2 separate regions of the Mus musculus genome follow, and region 1 is linked to region 2. The links are chromatin contacts, called in public HiCAR-type maps. All regions are on one chromosome and are shown on one strand. The core of a region is the stretch at or near the end of the contact, and the rest is flanking DNA. Distances in the headings are between cores, read along the strand shown. Region 1 overlaps Tbl1xr1 (transducin (beta)-like 1X-linked receptor 1). Region 2 overlaps Gm31813 (a long non-coding RNA gene).

Region 1 (5,845 bases), core at 1,607-4,106, 220 kb after region 2:
GTCCTTTCACATTAGCTTTAATTAACTTAATTATTGTGCTCTTCATTCTTATGAGTCTCTGAGTTATTTTAAAGAGGGTTGGTATAATTCTAGATTAGAATAATTCTTTGTTGGGGAAGAATTATCTTGAACTGTTAAATCTTGACCTTGCCATTTCCCAAGGGCAGTGCACTGATCCCAAGGTTGTAAAAGGTTGTGCTGGTGGATGCATGCCATCATTACAGAGCACCCTGCGTGGGCATGTAAGCAAAGATGAGCATGAACTCCAGCCACTTTGCTGAAAGCTGCCTGGAAAACAGAAAAAGCAGAGGGGTATGGGAGGGAGAGGAAGGGGTGAAAGGAAAGAGCCTGGGCGACTGATACCTTGTCTCACACATATGGAAGCAATATACTCCCTCAATTAGGGCTAGATGGAAGACAGCGTGTGGAGTATCAAACGTGGAAGGAAACCATCATGTACCGAAGGCTGGCTTTGAACGTCCATCTTCCTACTTACATCAGGGATATCAGGAATAAGGCATGCACCACCACTTGGAGCTATGAGGTGTTTTTAAGCACAGATGACTCATATGGCTTATTTCACCATCATGAAGGGACAGTATCGTTGGGGAGCAGTGGCACCTTGTTCTGCTGCATCAAACAGGCTTACTGTAGATCCTGCTGCACTCAGAGTCTGCAGTATGTTCTCTCAGCTGCTGTGAACCTCAGAACAACTTTTTACTGCTCAAGGATAAAAGAGTCCCACTAGACTACATTTCATTTGCCCTAAAATCTGTTACATACAATTAATTCCAAATTGGTTCAATCAGATAACAATGGGGGAAATTCAGGAATAAATCCAATATAATTATAGTGAATTAATATTTGCTTGGGCTGGCTGTGCTGAAATCCTTCTCAAACAGCTACTGCCTATTGCCAGTCTACTGTCGGGTCTTGAGGACCTATTGAGTGCTACCATCACTCCTTGCAGCATAAACTTGACTTCTCCAGATCTGCGTGATGTAAGCCATTCTGTCCTCCAGCTTTTATAGAGAGCTGCCGTGCATAAAGGCATTTCCCTCACCCACTGAATCGTGTACATACACATACATACATGTACACACACATGTACACACACGCACACACATATATATGGGCACATATATATAAGCTATATTCTCAGTGGTCCTGAAGGTTGAAGCCAGGGCCTCACTCTGCTAGGCAAATAGTCTTGAGGCTGTACATCCAACTTATTTTTCTAGGTAACAATAGATTCTGTGGGCATCATCTCTCAAGACTTCTATCACCTGATCACCTCCCATCCCCCCCTTCTGAGACAGGTCTAAACATATACCCTAGTTTGGCCTGGAACTTGAACTTCTTCTGCCCCTGTGTCCCTGGGATTCTCAGCCTGTGCCACCCAGCCCAATATTTTCTTAGAATAACTGACTGTTAGGAGCACATTATTCAGTTTCTGATGATTTTACTTTCCTGAGAACTCTCCAATGCTGATTGCTGATTTTATTTCACTGTTCTCACATCTGTTAGGCCAGTTTGTTTGATAATATTCAAATCTTTTATTTAGCATTTCCTGATTTTTCTGTTCCCTCTTTAGTCAGTAACAGAGAATAAGATACTTAACTTGCTCGGCCCTAAGTTCTGTTTCTTTGTGGAACTTTGTTTTTGCTTTATTGATTTTGAAGTAATAGGATGAGGTTTATGAACGCTTAGTGTTTTGTTTTTCCTCTGTGTTGTGGTGGCCCTTTATTATTACTTTTTTACCGTGCTCATATTCTGTGCTCTGACAGTCTGTGTACCTGATGTTTCTGCTGTCATTTCATCTCTCTCTGTAGTGGAGCTGGCATGGTCTGTGTGTTTCCCTCTTGATTTGTTTTCAGTCTGATTATATGTGAGGTCTGCTTATGTATGATGTGGAGTGGTCTTGCTTGTTGAGCTAGTTTCCCTCTCTGCTTTGGATTAATAGAAACACTTCATTGTACCGGCTTACTGCTTTAGGCTGTTAGGTCAAGCTCTATGGTGTAGGCGTTTAAACTCACCACCCACCTTGAAGTGCTACTTAAGGGCTTACCATTCTCCTCACCCCATTATCCACTGTATGGTAAATGGATCCATCTGGTATTGCGTTCTGCCTTAGTAGAACGTTTCTTATGCAGCAGAACTGCTGGTTATTAGTCTACTTTTGTAGATCTGAAAGAGTCATTCCATCTTCTCTGCTGACTAGTTTTATATCAACCTGAAACAAACTAGAGTGAGCATAGAAGTGAGAACGTCAACTGAGAAGATGTCTCCTAAGGTTGGGCCGCAGTGAGGCCTGCTAAGTCCTGTTCTTAGTGATTGAGGGGGAGGCCCAGTCCATAGTGGGTAGGCCTCCCCTGAGGTGGTCGTCCTGGGTCCTATCACATTGCAGGCTGAAGGAATTCTAAGGAGCAAGCTAATAAGCAGCACCCTTCATGGGCTCTGCCTCAGCTCCTGCTTCCAGGTTCTTGGCCTGTTTGAATTCTTGCCCTAACTTCTTCAATGATAAGCAGTGATGGGAAGTGTAAACTGAATAATCCTTTTCCTTCTCAAGTTGCTTTAGTCATGGTGTTTAATCACCACAAAGATAACCTAACTATGAAACTTTCATTTTTATTTATAAAGTTTAATGTTTTATTACTCTTATTTTTAAATGTTTATATGTGTGTGTACATCCTGACTCATGGGTAGAAGTCAGGTATCAACTTTATGGAGTTGGTTCTCCTTCCTAGGGATCCAGCCATGTCAGCCTTTGCAGGATTGGCCTTCTGCTGCTAAGCCATTTTACTAAGCTGGCTTAGTACTTGGGCTTTACAGTTAGCATACAAAGCAATAGGTTTCCTTACTCTGCTCTCACTCATACTTTGTTCTTACTGAACTTCTCCAGTTGCTTCCATTTCCTGACTCCTGCTGTTCTCCCCCCACCTCTTTTTGTTGGCAACTTTTTGCTTCTCTGACTTGAATTCATGTACCTTCCTCCTCCTTAAGCTCTCTTCTTCTCTTTCAAGGACCCCTTTCTAGGACATCCCCACCCCTAATAATACTTGTAAAAGAACTAAATTCTAGGATTTGCATAGGGAGAAAATGTGGTAGTTGACTTTTCCAAGTCAGAGTTATCTTAGCACAGATGTGGAATATATGTTTTCCTGTAAATGTCTTGATTTCAGTGTTTTGTAAGGCTAAATAAAATTCTATTTTGTACATTAATCACATTTTCTTTATCTTTTTTATCAGTTTATAAGGCATCTAGGCAGGTTCTATCTCTTGGGTATTGCTCTGTGGTATGTAGACGTTTCTACGACATGCCCAGAAAGGTTATGTCTGGGTCAGGTGACAGTTTTTGATTTCCATAGTGGCTATACTTATTTTTCCTACCAGCAGTGGAGGGGTTACTCTCTCCCACTTCTCAGCATGTGTTTGCTATTCTCTTGCTGTTAGCCATTCTTTTTGTGGTGCATTGGAATCTCAGCACTACTGTATTCCCCAAATTGATAAGGTTATTGAACAGTTTTTCAAATATTTAGAATACATACAATTTAAAAATGTGTATAACAATTAATAATAATAATAATAATAATAATAATAATAATAATTTTGTGTGCAAGGGTTTTTACATGCATGTGTGTTTACACTTTTGTGCATGCTATGCCCTCAGAGACCAGTGGAGGAGGATGGATCCTCTGGGACTGTAGTCATAAGACTGTTATGAGGTACTATATGGGTGCTGGATACTGAACCTAGGTCCTCAGAAAGAACACCCAGGGCTCTTAACTGCTGAGCCATCATTTCAGCCTCACTGTTTTGAGAATGTATTCAGTAGTAATTGGGAGGTCTTATTTTCTTTATATATTCTAGACACTAGCCTCTCTAATGTACTGTTGGAGGTGATTTTACACACCTCTGCCTATTCTTCACACTGACTTTTATTACTGACAGTTGTTTCTTTTGCTGTTCAGAAGCCTTTTAATTTCATGTTTTCCCATTTGCCAGATATGGAGGCGATTTCCTGTGCTATTGGAGTTGTTTCAGAAAGTTATTCAACATTTTAGTGTTTTAGATCTTACATTAAGGTCTGTGATCCAGTATGAGTTGATTTTTGTGCAAGGTGAGAGATGAGAATCTATTTTTATTCTGCATGGGAATATCTAGTTTCCCTGCACCATTATTTGGAGAGGCCTTTTCCCATGTATATTTTTATGCTTTTGTTATAAATTTCATAGTGGGGTAACTCTGTTCAGGTACCATGTTGTCTGTGGAGTGATTTGAGGTCAGGCATTAAAATGTTTTGGGTCAGTGTTAGTTTCCTTCCTTCCTTCCTTCCTTCCTTCCTTCCTTCCTTCCTTCCTTCCTTCCTTCCTTCTTCCCGCCTTTCTTCCTTTTTTTCTTTTTCTTTTTTTTCCTTTTTTAAATGTCTTTGTGTACAGGTGTTTTGTCTGCATTTTTATCTGTATAATATGTGTGTGCAGTGCCCATGGGGTCCAGAAGAGGGCATTGGATCCACTGGAACTGGAGTTCTAGATGGTTGTGAGCCACCATGTGGTTGCTGGGAAATGAACCTAGGTCCTCTGGAAGAGTGAGCACTCAGTGAGCCATCTCCCTAGACCCTGCTGAATTGTGTTGACAGTAGTGGTCTTTCTTTGAACCAGGTTGGTCTGGAGGTTACTTTGTAGCCCAGGCTGCTCAAAGTACTAGTGATGCCCCTACCTCACCATCCCAAGTGCTGGGATCACAGATGTACCATCAGTCCTGGCTTTCCAGTAGTATTCTTTGTGTTTAGGTTCCTTTGGCTCTTTGGAGTATTTTATGTTTCTATATGAACTCTAGTTCTGTGAAAAACTAAAATTTTGGTAGGCACTGGCATTGGATCTGCTGTAGCACCTTTTGGTACATTATTTTTTCAGAATATTACTTCCACCTGTCTATGAGTGTAGAAGGTCTTTCAATACAGTAAAAAAAAATTCAGTATCTTTCAGATCTTAAAAGTTTCATGCAGAGGTCTTCCTTCTACTTTTTTGTGTAGGTCCATTGGTGGGTGTTTTATTTATTTTTAAACTATCACAGGATATTTGTTTTGATTTTTTTTTTTTATTTACAAAGTTTGCTAATTGACTTATAGGAAAGCTACTGATATGATATATATGTATATTTGTATCCTGTGGGCTTAGGACATTTCTGGTCAAGTCTTTAGGTGTGTTTAATAAGCAAATATAGATAAATTGTCTATCTTTTAATTCTCTTACTGCTCTAGCTAAGAGAATACTTTGATGAATGAAAGTGATGAGAGGGGACACTCTAGTCCTTTTGCAGATTTTGGAGGATTTTTTTTTTCCTGTCTATTGTTGGCTAATATTTTTGTCATGCATAGCCTTGGCTCTGCTGTGTGCTGTCTTTTCATTGTTTAATCCTTGAGGACTTTTTATCAGGACAGGATTTTGAATTTTGTCATAGCGCATTGAGATGACCATGTGGTTTCTATTTTTAAGTCTATTTATGTGTTGTAATACATCTTTAAACTTATGTATTTGAGCAAACCTTGCCTTCATAGAAGAAACTTAATTAATGTGGTATATGTTCATTGTAATGTATTCTTAAATTTGATTTGCTGGCAGATAATTGAAAGTTTTCACATCTGTGTTTATCACAGAACTAGATCTATAACTTTCCTTTTTGTTGTGTCATCTGGTTTTGATACCAGCAACAACACCTGTTTTTTAGAATGAAATTCAGTAGTATATATTCTCTTCTGCTTCGTTTGAGAAATACTTATCTTAAACTTAATGGTTTGGTAGAATTCAGCAGTGACTCATTCTGATCATAGACATTTCCTTGT
Region 2 (6,067 bases), core at 1,080-3,579:
AAACAAAATCGTTTTTTTTTTAAATTAGGTATTTTCTTCATTTACATTTCCAATGCTATCCCAAAAGTTCCCCATAGGCTCCTCCCCGACTCCCCTACCCACCCACTCCCACTTCTTGGCCCTGGCGTTCCCCTGTACTGGGGCATATAAAGTTTGCAAGAACAATGGACCTCTCCTTCCACTGATGGCTGACTAGACCATCTTCTGCTACATATGCAGCTACAGACACAAGTTCTGGGGGGTACTGGTTAGTTCATATTCAAAACTGTCTTTTTAAAAATAAATAAAAAGACAAGACAAGCTACTTAAGAAAAATGAAAATAAGGCAACTTTATAATCACAGCACTTGGCATTTGCAATGAAATTTCAAGGAGGGAAGAAAACACCCAAGAAAGGGTTTCATTGAGGTGGAAAGATTCTGAGCTGAACTGGCAGAAGAGGCCAAACTGGAAATTCAAAAACGTCTTATTTACAGAGAAGGTAAATCATAGGCTGGCTGGGCTTGGGGGCTTGGAGCTGATGTTAGAGTTCTCACATCACTCCAGCTGGTTGAAGAGATCTGGTCAGGCACTGCAGGAAATGATGCTTCTCCCTGAACCATGGGGTGCAAACAGTTTTGCAGAAGCAATTCATGCTTAGCTGCCATCTTCCTTTGATTCTTGCCCCTTTCCAAATGGATCTTAATTTTCAAGTTATGTTTTGTGATAAATATTGAGAGATTTTTTTTCAATCGATTTTTTTTAAACAAGTGTATATCAGGATGGTCTAAAACTCAATTAGTAAAATATGCCTTTTAAAATTATTGTATTTCTTAATAGTATTAGGCAAACACACATGCTCACACATATGTGTGTGTGTGTGTGCCTATGTATGTTAAACATGCACATATGTACATGATGGGGTTCTGTACATGTCTCAGGACACATATGTAGAGGCCAGAGGAAAACGCTGTGGACTCTGTTTTCTCTTCCACCTTTCCCATGGGTTCTGGGGATTGAACACACATTGCCAGACTTGCTGTCTTACTTCCTGAGTCATTTTGCCAGTTCTATTTTAGAGCGCTTATTCATGAGTGTATTCATGTATAAAATTTTGGATTTCCTTCTTGCCCTTTCCCAGTACTAAGGTCAGATCACGCCTACCATATGCTTTCATTCCCCTCACACGCCTCTTCTTCCCAAATGTGTGCTATGATTTAGAAAGCATATCTATTGGGGTTTATAACTTAGAATCAGAAACTTAGAACACCCACGATACAATTTGCAAAACACAAGAAACTCAAGAAGAAGGAAGACCAACGTGTGGATACTTCATTCCTCCTTAGAATAGGGAATAAAATACCCATGGAAGGAGTTACAGAGACAAAGTTTGGAGCTAAGACGAAAGAATGGACCATCCAGAGACTGCCCCATCCGGGGATCCATCCCATAATCAGTCACCAAACCCAGACACTCTTGCATATGCCAGCAAGGTTTTGCTGAAAGAACCCTGATATACCTGTCTCATGTGAGGCTATGCCAGTGCCTGGCAAATACAGAAGTGGATGCACATAGTCATCTATTGGATGGAACACAGGGTCCCCAATGGAGGAGCTAGAGAAAATACCCAAGGAGCTGAAGGGGTCTGCAACCCTATAGGTGGAACAACAATATGAACTAACCAGTACCCCCAGCTCGTGTCTCTAGCTGCATATGAGGCAGAAGATGGCCTAGTCGGCCATCATTGAGAAAGAGGCTCCTTGGTCTAGCAAACTTTATATTCCTCAGGAGAACGCCAGGGCCAAGAAGTGGGAGTGGGTGGGTATGGGAGCAGGGCCGGGCCGGGGTGGGGGTGGAGGGTATAGGGATAGCATTTGAAATGTAAATTAAGAAAATACCTAATAAAAAATATATTAAAAAAAGAAAAAAAAGAATGGTCCAAATACAGCTACTGCATAATTTTCAACGGAAGGCCCCTTCAGATAACAGTGCTGCAAATAGTCCCACTACCACCTTCTCCTTTGGAATAGGGTGTCCTTCCAGAGCAAACAAGAGTGTACTGTGCTCCCTGGTTCTGCTTCTAGCTGCTTCGGTCGCCTCCATTTCTCTTGGAGATGATTGAATTATCTACGTAAAGATGAAACAGCTAATCCTTGGGGTGGGGGTGGGGAGAGAATTGATTCGTGGCCAGCAGACATTTAGTCTCAAAGCAACTGGGGACGCTCCGGAAGTGATTAGTGCTAACAGAAGCCTTGGTTCTCCTGGCAGGCTAAATGCTTTAGAAACACCAGGGAGAGGGAAAGAGCTTTGTGTTTCTTCCTAATAAATCTCCCATCTTATTGTCAGAGGCAGTTTGCCCTCCTGGGGGCCTGGGCTCCAATCTCAGCCTTTTGCAACTGAACTCTGCCTTGCCTGATGTCCATTTCCATCACAATGGCTTACTGGGTTCTAAAAGAGACAATCTGCCACACCAGGCTTCTCAATTTCTCTGCCCCTCCTTCCCTCCCCACCAATCACGTCTTGACCTCCCCCCCCCCCCCCCCCGCCTCCTGGCTCAGGTACTCCCTGCTTCCCATCCTTGCTCTTGCTCCAGGGATCTCTTTCTGTAAATCCTCTGAGAGAATTCCTGGATTAAATTTGAAGTAAAGCATTACAAACCTCTAACTCGGTGTCAATTACTATTTGGCACTACATTTTATGAGGAAGAAATGCAATAAAACAGCAATTTCTAAATTTAACCCGCATTACATAATATAATTATTTATTGCAGAAGATGTTGTTTATACATCACCCACGTTATTGATTGCTATGAAAAAGGCAATGTACAGGAAGCCATACAAATTGATCAATAGTTAAAGTGATTAATCAAATATTTAATTTGTTTCCATAAATTTTAGTCCAGTACGTGTTTCACATCACACAATGTAGCTATGAACTATAACTCCGCTCCCCAGCAAGACGCACAGAGAAATGTCTTTCTTCTATTTCTGAAATGCTGCAAGAGAACACTAAAGCTGAGTAAACCATATTTGTCTTTCACACTCCCACCCATCCTCATTTTGCTCCCACTACTAACAACCCAAAGCTGAAACCACTTAAGGATTATAATTATCCCTCATCATGATCGACTGTGTGATGACGAGGCTGCTACCCATCACAAATGATGTTGCTGGAAAGGAAAGATGTGCAGCCCAGAGACATTCCCTGCTTTGTTTTTTGCTTTATCCCCTCCTCCAGGCAGAGGGAGGGAGGGATGAAATTCAGTCAGGAAAACAATTAGCTTGCCTAGCTTCACTGCACTGTGATATCAAATCACACAGCAATTAAGAGCTCCAAAGAGCCCCAGGTTGGTTTCACGCACATTCAAGGATGTAAACCGATCTGTACCCGATGAGCTAAGGCTGGACTGCAAATGAAAAAGTCAGAAGAGGTAAGCAGTGTAAAATTCCATTCTCTGCCTAATCACACTTCACTAATGGTGATATGCGCTCAGAGTACCTCTCAGTCGGTACACAGAACATTTGCATGTCTCCTCAAGCCTTGATAGATGGCTACAGAATTCTACCCTGTGACTTCTCTGGCAATACATGTCAAATGCAAAAGGCTAATATTTTCAGAAAAAATATATATACATTTGATGGTGAATAAAAAGGATAAGTGAAGTGTCCCATGGTGGGGCTACAGAGACGGCCCACTCAGGAAAAGTTCATCCCGTGTAAACATTTGAACCTGACTTCAATCCCTATTACCCATGTAAAACGTCTGGTGTGATGGTTGGTGAATCTAAGCAGTGGGCAAGTGGGAACAGGTGGATCCCTGGGGTTCACTGGCCAACCAGCATAGCCTAATGGGCAAGCCCCAGGTTCCAGTAAGAATCACTGCCTTTAAGAAAAACATGATACATAGCTCCTGAAGAATTAAACCTGAGACTGACATCAGGCTTACTCATGCATGCGCACAAACATGCATTTCACGGATACACAAGTGTGCATGGACACACAGCTGAACATACACAAAGAGGACAAGAAAAGCGTCATCTTTCCCATCACCAAAGTCTTAACTGTTGAATTTGGCACAGAAATCTCCAAAGGCAGACAAGTGCGGGAGAGTTTTAACGGTAGGAGAACATTACCCATCTTCTTCTTCTCCCTTCTTCCTTTTTGCTCTTGAAACAGGGTCTCTACCAAGCTCGGAGTTGTTAGGTTTTTACTATTTAAAAAGAAAACAAGAAAGAAAATGCCTTTATCTTTAAAACAAAACAAAACAAAACAAAAAACTGCCAGCATACATTATAAAACCTTCAAAATAAATGCTTTTTGTTTTAAAGCAGGTACTGTAGCCTGCCCTAGGCCCCACATACAGCCAGAGATGACCTTGAACTCCTGATCTCCCTGCTTCCACTTTCACTGGGATTATAAGCGACTCGGCTTCATCCCCTCTTTCTGTTTTTATAGATTTGTTTGTTCCTAATTGAGTGCTTTTCTCTTAGATAGCTTTGTTACACTTGGACGTGTTATGTTATAAGGCACCAGAGTTCCCAGTACAAAGTAAGCCATGACGGCTCCTTTTCTCTTGCTTCTTTCTTCTCAGAAGCTTTCTCTGTCACTTAACTATGGATTTAAGAAGAAATAAAATGGAACATGGCAGATATTAGTTTGCCTATGGCCCTGTGAATGGCCCCACACCTATGTGCATATGGGCAGCATTAATTGGCCTCAGGAGGTTATTAATACAAATAAAGAAAGAAGGCATGAGGTCAGGAAAGAGGTGTGGGAGAGGAGCAATAGGATGAGTTGGAGGGAGGTTAATGATGGATGGGTTTGATCAAAAGACATTGTATAAATATATGCCATTGTCGAAAATAAAAATATTATTTAAAAAGAAATAAAGTATGTTATATGGTTCTCTTGTTTTTTTAAACAGACTCTTCATTTTGGAATAATTGTACATTTATAGAAAAAATCAAAATGGTAAATTAGAAAGTGTTCACACATTGCTCATCGTCCTCCCCATTTTGCAACTTAACATTAACATGTACCACTTCCAAAATTAGGAAGCTGACATCTTTGGGTCGCTAGTAGTTGCCCTCCAGAATTAATTAGTTGCAGCTCTGTCCCATTTTTCATTTACAATCCTGTCCTCTCTTTATTTCAGGTTTCAAAGCTTGAGATCTTGCTTGGGGCGTCAAGTCATCTAGTCTACCGGGTCTGTGGGAGACATCTTTGTTTACAGTGACCTGGACAAAGAATCTTAATTTTCTTTTCTTTTTTTTTTTTTTTAAAGATGTATTTATTACATGTAAGTACACTGTAGCTGTCTTCAGACGCACCAGAAGAGGGTATCAGATCTCGTTACAGATGGTTGTGAGCCACCATGTGGTTGCTGGGATTTGAACTCTGAACCTTCGGAAGAGCAATCGGGTGCTCTTACCCACTGAGCCACATCACCAGCCCAAGAATCTTAATTTTCAAAGCAATATTATTATTTCTAGGACCTTTGCAATAATTAATATTTAACAACTATGGAAAACTTGTCACATGAAAAATGTGTACATGAGGTCACACCCACCCACCTGACCCTGCCAGGTATATATTACCCCAATGTTTATGAAGACAAGCAACTACTAGATACCCCAGCTGAAACTCTTTAATTCTCTAGCAACTATTCCAGGAGACCTTCAGTGTTGCTCAGCCAAGTGAGTACTGAAATCCTAGGAGGTAGGTGTTCACACCCTGAGTAAACACTCCATATGGGTGCTCTGTGCCACACCAAGGACACTGTGTGGGCCGGTTCCTATGGCAATGGCCTGTCTCATGACCAGTCTATCTTTCACCATTCATTAACCTGTCACTCCTGCCTTCAGTGGCCATCTATTAAACACCTGCTAAATGCCAAGTGGTTCTCTAGTGTTTTGGAGCATGGAAGGGAAAGATGATAATAACACATGCAGACCTTACAGAACAGTGGGTTCCGTGATCTACTCACTGACAGAGTGTACAGGGTCACAGGAACAAGTGAGTCAGACTAGAGAGGAGAGGCAGCTCCCACAAAGACACTACTCAAGGAACCACAAATGCAATGCCCAGGTC

Evidence for each region. HiCAR-type assays count read pairs that join an accessible place to other places.
Region 1: a HiCAR-type map of embryonic stem cells shows a contact between it and region 2, with 3 times the contacts expected there. The contact joins two enhancer-like sites. A contact is called at or near these places in 1 of 484 Hi-C or Micro-C datasets (liver), 2 of 115 datasets of contacts at active chromatin or transcription factors (embryonic stem cells and pancreatic cancer cells) and 1 of 9 other capture datasets (liver).

The regions. Positions count from the first base shown.
Region 1 is chr3:22,105,300-22,111,144 of GRCm38.p6, forward strand. All of the region lies in intron 1 of Tbl1xr1 (transducin (beta)-like 1X-linked receptor 1), which reads left to right. Among named protein-coding and RNA genes, the nearest start is that of Tbl1xr1, 32 kb to the left of the region's middle. Within about 2 kb of position 2,857, at least 8 of the 459 cell types and tissues checked have an H3K27ac peak or open chromatin away from gene starts, as enhancers often do. A contact at or near this core is called in embryonic stem cells, where this site is marked.
Region 2 is chr3:21,889,987-21,896,053 of GRCm38.p6, forward strand. It overlaps Gm31813 (a long non-coding RNA gene), which reads right to left. Exons shown (of 8, transcript XR_001783797.2): 4 at 4,111-4,187. Among named protein-coding and RNA genes, the nearest start is that of Gm31813, 71 kb to the right of the region's middle. Within about 2 kb of position 2,330, at least 67 of the 459 cell types and tissues checked have an H3K27ac peak or open chromatin away from gene starts, as enhancers often do. A contact at or near this core is called in embryonic stem cells, where this site is marked.